2 separate regions of the Zea mays genome follow, and region 2 is linked to region 1. The links are chromatin contacts, called in public Hi-C maps. All regions are on one chromosome and are shown on one strand. The core of a region is the stretch at or near the end of the contact, and the rest is flanking DNA. Distances in the headings are between cores, read along the strand shown. Region 1 holds the start of LOC100279788. Region 2 holds the start of LOC103629538 (probable LRR receptor-like serine/threonine-protein kinase At1g56130).

Evidence for each region. A called contact is a pair of places that touch in the nucleus more often than the background predicts.
Region 2: a Hi-C map of root tip shows a contact between it and region 1, with 3 times the contacts expected there. The contact joins the promoter of LOC103629538 here to the promoter of LOC100279788 in region 1. A contact is called at or near these places in 4 of 25 Hi-C or Micro-C datasets (bundle sheath, leaf and root tip).

What each region holds. Positions count from the first base shown.
Region 1 is chr6:90,266,804-90,270,566 of Zm-B73-REFERENCE-NAM-5.0, reverse strand. It overlaps LOC100279788, which reads left to right and starts at 1,812. Exons shown (of 1, transcript NM_001152746.2): 1 at 1,812-3,164. The coding sequence starts at 1,984. The coding sequence ends at 3,057.
Region 2 is chr6:90,517,002-90,520,764 of Zm-B73-REFERENCE-NAM-5.0, reverse strand. It overlaps LOC103629538 (probable LRR receptor-like serine/threonine-protein kinase At1g56130), which reads right to left and starts at 1,840. Exons shown (of 17, transcript XM_008650632.2): 1 at 1,376-1,840; 2 at 1,124-1,280; 3 at 943-1,014; 4 at 171-242. The coding sequence starts at 1,568.

The DNA.
Region 1 (3,763 bases), core at 563-3,062:
CTTCACTACTTTTACAGCTGCCAGTGTGTAAACTTTTACTAAAACTTTTTCTCCATTCACAATCCATTCTCATATGCCTTGTGTGTCTGATATATCTACCATACATTACACAAGTGACAAGTAGGGATGCACAAAGCACTTATGCCTGCTTCACAGCCTTCACCTTGAGGGCTTCTGGTGTTTATGTTTAGCTTGATTTTTTTTTTGCTAAAACAAGATCACAGAGAACAGTTAATTGGATCATGATCACTAAAATTTGTTTAGGGCCTTACCATTTTGTGAAGAAATATTTGGATCATGATCCATTACCACCCCTAGACAACCTGCTTGCTGACAATCGGGTGAGAGAATAATCAGCCACGTTCAGGTTTTAGTTGCATAATCTGGATGAACTTCTTAGCTCATGGCATTCTTTAATGACTGCCAAAGAGTGGCCACATGTATATGCAACTTGACCATGAGCTTTGTATAGTAGAAGAAATGGTTACAATATGGTTTGAGATGATCATGTGTATTGGTGACCGGTACAGCTTGTGCCACATGATCTAATGTGTACAAACATTGTTCCTATACTATAATAATAAATGTAGATATTGAGTACTCTATTGATAGGGTGCCCGTAAGGGTGTCTCCTGTTCTAGTATATATTATAACCACGTTCTATCCATGCAATTCAAGGATTCTATCTGTTGGTGTCGAAGTGATGTGATGTCATAGTTTTTTTTCCTTTTCTTTTCCGGCGGCTTCTCTCATCCGTTCCAAGTTCCGAGGTTGATTGGCAACAGGAGTAGTGGTCAGGGCTCAGGGGGCGCTCAGATCTCGATCTGGACCTCGTCCACACGTACACGCGTGGCTAGTAGCAATGCAGCCGATGCACATACACACATCACATTTTTGCGACAGAACGCAAGCAGCCAGTCCACCACCCGTCCACGCCTTGCGCGGTCCTGACTGCAGCTACGATGATCTCCAAAACCCGACACCTGAAAGCTTCAACGAATTTCATCCACCCCCATCTCCACCGGCACAAGCGACGACGTTCCACAGAAATCGCCATCGGCCCCGGCCACCATTTTCCCACTTTTTGCCCGGTGCCTCCCCAAGCATTCCTTCGCTTTTTTTTTTTTTTTTTTTTTGCCTTACTCGCACGAGGGACCGAGGACGAGGAGGAGAGAACAAGAGCGCAAAGCTGGTGCTTATCCCAGCCGGCCCGGGTGCCTTGCAGCACGCACCTTTTTTTTCGCGAGAAAACGGCCTTCTAACTGCAGCATCGCCAGGTTCTAAAAGCTGAGTGGAAGTGGAAGCCCAAATGCGTGATGGAAAAAAACGCAGTACCAACCTTGCCCAGAGATCGCAATCTTTGTTCCTTCCTTCTTTTCTCACTTTGATGCCAGACAGAGAATCCGGCTTCCTTGACATGAAAAACACTGCTATGTATGTGGATTCTACATTTTCGTTTTTTTAAGGACTATTTTATTGATACAAAATTTTGTTATTAGGTCTAGAAATGTCGCAAGCTGATATGTATAGTACAAAGGATTTGGATTTGGTTTTGGTTTTGGTTTTGGTTTTGGTTTTGATCGGTGGTACTCAAAAGTCAAGGTTTGGTTTAGTGCGAAACGTCGATAGAAAAAGAACGAGATTTACCTTTGCAGGTGCAGCTCGCAAAAGAAGAGCCACGTATGCCCTGCTGCTTTTGTAGCTTTGGTTTGGTTGCTTGCTGTGGCCGTGTGTTTGTGTCTCCCCCAATTGCATATAAGCATGGGCTCCTCACGCTTCACAAGCCTTTGCTCTTGGCCTTTCCCTCATCGCCTAATGTCTTGGACCCTTGCCCCGCCTCCTGCAAGTTGCAGGCAACCGAGAAGCTACCACTACTAGCTGCTCAGGCTCTGCCCAGCTCAAAAGGCGTTCAGGTTTAGTGCACGAAATGAGCAGCGCGCTGCCCGCGGCAGATCGGGCGACAGGGAGAAGGAGGAGGGAGAGATGTTGCTGCTAGGATTAGCCACGGGCTGCTGCGTCCTCGCCGTCGCCGGGGAAGCCGAGAAGCAGGACGGCGGCGGGGCGTCCTCCGGGGGCGGTCATGGTCTTGGTTCCAAGATTAGCCCCGCCGTGCTGTTCGCCGTGGTGATAGCGGCCGTGGTGCTGTTCGTCTCCTGCCTGCTGCATCTCTTGGTCAGGCTCTTGCTCAGGCGCGGCCGTGCCCGTGCCCGTGCGCGCGCGCCGGCCGAGGCCGGTGCCGGTGCCGGCGGTGGGGCGGACGCGGCGGGCGGCGGCGGGGAGGAGTCCGCGTTGCAGAGGCAGCTGCAGCAGCTGTTCCACCTGCACGACGCCGGGCTGGACCAGGACGTCATCGACGCGCTCCCGGTGTTCCTGTACCGGGAGGTGGTCGGCGCCGGCGCCGGCGCCAAGGAGCCGTTCGACTGCGCGGTCTGCCTGTGCGAGTTCGCCGGCGAGGACCGGCTGCGGCTGCTGCCGCTGTGCGGGCACGCGTTCCACATCGGCTGCATCGACACCTGGCTGCTCTCCAACTCCACGTGCCCGCTGTGCCGGTGCGCGCTCGGCGCCGACGCTGCCGCGCTGTTCGACGAGGAAGGCATGTGGGAGCACGAGGACGCCGTGCTCCCCGTGCGCCTCGGCAAGTTCAAGAACCTGGCCAGGGCGGCGCCTGGCCCCGTGCGCGCCGGCGCCGGCATTGTGACCAGGGAGGCCGGCGAGACGAGCAGCAGCAGCCTGGACGCCAGGCGGTGCTACTCCATGGGCTCCTACCAGTACGTCCTCGCCGAGGCGAGCCTCCAGGTGTCCGTCCACAGGAGGCACGGCGACGGCCATGGCAGGGGCGGGGCGGGGCTCAGAGGCGTCGGCGTGGGCTCCAACCGCGCCGGCGCCACAGAGGGGAAGAGGATCGGCGCGGGCAGCAAAGGCGACAGCTTCTCGGTGTCCAAGATTTGGCAGTGGCCGCGGAACGGCAAGGAGAAGCTTCCCGTGCTCGCGTCCGATGACTCGCCGGCCATGAACGGCAGGCTGCCGTGGCAGAGGCCAAGTCCCGGGGATTCGTGAATCGTGTCGTGACACAAAGAAAGCGTGTGTGGTGGTGCGTGCTCCAAACTTGTATTGAGCTTGTCTGCTCGCCCTTTTAACCGCTGATGATGAATTGGTTCATAGGCATTCGTTGTTTATCTTATCTTACTAGTAATAATAAATCTCATTTGCTTGCTTGCTTGCTTGTGGTGGTGGTGATCCTGGCTTTCTAGGTGCATGAGGAAGATGAAACTTGTGTGTTCAACAGAGCATCCCAATCTGGAATTAGCCATTCCATCATTTGCCATTCGCCAGCGTCTTTGCTGACAATATTATACAGACAAAAATGAACTTGGGGAAGTGATAAGTGTTACTACAAGCCAAGGTTAGTACAGAGACGAAATTGCCCTCGCAAACTCGAGGTACCAATCCGTGCTCCGCGTTATTTTTTGTCTTCTAGGTCACACTCTTAAATTTTATTTCGCGAGGGCACTGTTTCGCACCAGTATTCGTTTTAATGGCGGATTATTGTTTTGACAACAAGTACTGTTGCTCAATGCTCAAGCCATCACAAGGACTTGTGAACAAGAAGGGACCGTACACTTGCAGGCCCTTCTCTGGAAATAGAGGAGGAAGGAAGGAAATTTACAGCACAGGACTCGTTCCAGTTCCAGCCCAACCACTCCATTTTCCCAGAGCCATGGAAGTTAGTAAGCGCCGAAAATTAGGTCACCGTAATGACGAA
Region 2 (3,763 bases), core at 591-3,090, 250 kb before region 1:
TATTGTATTCAGCTATGTCATAAGTTGTTATGCATGCATGCTAGGGCCATAGTATTGAACAATTGTAGCCCAATTAAATTGGAAAATTAAACCATCTGTAAGCAGTAGATTAAATTAATGGCATCCAACAATAACAGGTTCATATTTAGGGGAACAAGTTCGGTTATCACCATGTTTCCAGTTTGGAAAGATTAATAACTTCCGGGGGTATCGAACCACTCAAGTTGTTATTACTTAAATCCCTGCAGAAAGAGATAGGAGATGACTTATAATCATGCTGAGATTCCTATTCTCACAAGAACATGTATATTCCATATTGATAATCAGGGGCAAGGGGGGAAAGGGATATAGGTGATGCTAATTGCTAAAGCATGTAGAGCAAGCTTAAAATGGAAACCTGCAGTTCAAAATATATGTGATCCTAGGAAGTGAATTTGGTCAGTAAATGCTGCTCATTTTTTTCAAGGCAACACTTTCCATAAAATGCCCCTATTAATTGCTTCTCTGTAGAATGGCAGTGGTGTTAGAGGAGACTGTTAGGGAGTCTATGATATAAGGTAATTCATAGGAGCAAAGTATGTGAAAGCCTAAGAAGTTCAATCCTTATTCCATGTGAATGGCTAAAATGACAACAAAATAGGATCGGAGGGAGTGACCATAAATAAACATTCTAGCATATAAACTAATAGTTCTAGTCTTACTCTTGAAGAAATATTGAACTGTGGCGTGCTCTGAATTCTGAAGAAGTTAATTGTGGTGCAATGGCAACTCGAGGAGAAAGTAGTCAATAGATTAGAAGTGCACCTAAAATGGGGGTATGAATGAGAATTTCTCTTGAAAAACTCATTTTAATCTAACATCCCAACTCCCTAAACAGATGCATTCTATTACTCCCTAGAGTTTGCAATTGTGCAGCATCAACCATCAATTCCAAAAACTCACAGAGAGACCAGTTCTGTCAAATTGAATAGCTCCCGCGGGATCGCCGAGATGTTCCCGTGCCCACTCACATTTCTGCATCAATAATATATTCCAGACCCACACATCAATCACATGCTCACAGAAGCGTCCGTAACAAAGGGGGGTAAACGGGAGTAACCGAGTAAGAGTGAAGAAGACGCACAGGCTTGTGATGCGGCACACCCTTGAGGGGAGGCAGTTGCATTCGACGGACGCGTTTATTCCGGACGACTCTGACCAGACGCCCTTCCTGCACGGGTCCTCCATCGCCGCGCCGCCCTCCAGTCTCCACTGCCGGAACACAGCGTGCAGAGCATCCGCTGCAGGAACACGAGATCCACGATTTACTAGCTGCCAACTATTTCGTCGCCATTACACAACTTCAGATGCCACAGAAGGAGCGAGAGATCGATACCGTCGGATGGATCGGTGGACAGCGGGAACGGCTGTTGACCCTGCGCCGCGTCCATGGTGAGAAGCACGAGGACTAGGAGAAAAACAGCGACGAAAGTGGGAGCGGAACGAGCCATGGGGACCGGCGTGGGGCGCGGCGGCCGCAGACAGGAGTTGACTTGTGCGCGCAGCAGGAGGTGGGAGGAGCACAGCATTGGGTTGCTGGCTTGCTGCTGGTGGTACTTGCTAACGGAGCGGGATTTGACCACGTGATCATGTGCGACCGCGAAGACGAGGTCGTGAGGGTGCAGGCAGGGTTGACCGCGATAGCGTCGGGAGGATCCGGTCGGCGGCGCCCGCGAAGACGAGGTCGTGACTCGTGAGGGCCTGAGGGGCGCAGGTGGAGTTGACGCGACCGCGTTGGGGGTGGAGTGGGGAAATCCGATCGACGGACGGGAGATGCGGTGCGGCGGTCTCGTCCGGCGTCGCAACAACCAACAAATTTACTTTTCGTGACTATTCTAAGGCCCCTTTGGTTCTATTAGTAGTTTAGTACTGTGACTAATGTCCAAGGACTAAATTTTAGTTCTTATCATGTTTGGTTATATAGACTAAATGAAAGGAAATTAGGCTTACACCTAGTCCCTAATTAATTTTGGTGGTTGAATTGCCCAACACAAACATTTGGACTAACTAAGTTTGCCCAAGTGTATGGATTATACAGGTGTAAAAGGTTCACACTCAGCCAATAAAAAGACCAAGTTTTGGATTCAACAAAGGAGCAAATTGGGAACCGAAGGCCCTCTGGTCTGGGAGCACCGGACTGTCCGGTGTACACCGGACAGTGTCCGGTGCACCACCGGACAGTGTCCGGTGCACCAGAGGACTCCAACTAGAACTCGCTACCTTCGGGAATTTCCAGAGGCACTCACGCTATAATTCACCGGACTGTCCGGTGTACACCGGACAGTGTCCGGTGCGCCAAGGAAGAGCGGCCTCCGGAACTCGCCAGCTTCGGGAAACGCCAACGGCTAGTCCGCTATAATTCACCGGACTGTCCGGTGTGCACCGGACTGTCCGGTGCAACTCCGGAGCAACGGCTATCTCCGCGCCAACGGCTACCTGCGGCGCATTAAATGCGCGCGCAGCGCGCGCAGAAGTCAGGCGCGCCCATACTGGCACACCGGACAAGGAACAGTGCATGTCCGGTGTGCACCGGACACCCAGGCGGGCCCACAAGTCAGAAGCTCCAACGGTCAGAATCCAACGGCAGTGATGACGTGGCAGGGGGCATCGGACTGTCCGGTGTGCACCGGACTGTCCGGTGCGCCATTGAGCAGACAGCCTTCCAACGGCCACATTTGGTGGTTGGGGCTATAAATACCCCAACCACCCCACCATTCATTGCATCCAAGTTTTTCCACTTCCCAACTACTACAAAAGCTCTAGCATTCAATTCTAGACACACCAAAGAGATCGAATCCTCTCTAAATTCCACACAACGCCATAGTGACTAGAAAGAGTGATTTGCTTGTGTTCTTTCGAGCTCTTGCGCTTGGATTGCTTTCTTCCTTCTTGATTATTTCATTGCGATCAAACTCACTTGTAATTGAGGCAAGAGACACCAATCTTGTGGTGGTCCTTGTGGGAACTTTGTGTTCCAAGTGATTGAGAAGAGAAAGCTCACTCGATCCGTGGATCGTTTGAGAGAGGGAAGGGTTGAAAGAGACCCGGCCTTTGTGGCCTCCTCAACGGGGAGTAGGTTTGCAAGAACCGAACCTCGGTAAAACAAATCCGCGTGTCACACTCTTTGTTTGCTTGCGATTTGTTTTGCACCCTCTCTCGCGGACTCGTTTTATATTTCTAACGCTAACCCGGCTTGTAGTTGTGTTTACATTTGTAAATTTCAGTTTCGCCCTATTCACCCCCCCCCTCTAGGCAACTTTCAATTGGTATCAGAGCCCGGTGCTTCATTAGAGCCTAACCGCTCGAAGTGATGTCGAGAGATCACGCCAAGAAGGAGATGGAGACCGGCGAAAAGCCCACTACAAGCCACGGGAGCACTTCATCGGAAGAGTCCCGCACCAAGAGGAGGGAGAAGAAGAAGAGCTCCTCCAACAAAGGGAAGGAGAAGAAATCTTCTTCTCACCACAAAGAGAAGAAGGAAAAATCTTCTTCCCACAAGCCGCATCGGAGTGGGGACAAGCAAAAGAGGATGAGGAAAGTGGTCTACTACGAGACCGACACTTCATCAACATCGACCTCCGGCTCCGATGCGCCCTCAGTAACTTCTAAACGCCAAGAGCGTAAGAAGTTTAGTAAGATCCCCTTACACTATTCTCGCATTTCTAAACATGCACCTTTACTTTCCGTCCCATTAGGCAAACCACCAACTTTTGATGGTGAAGAT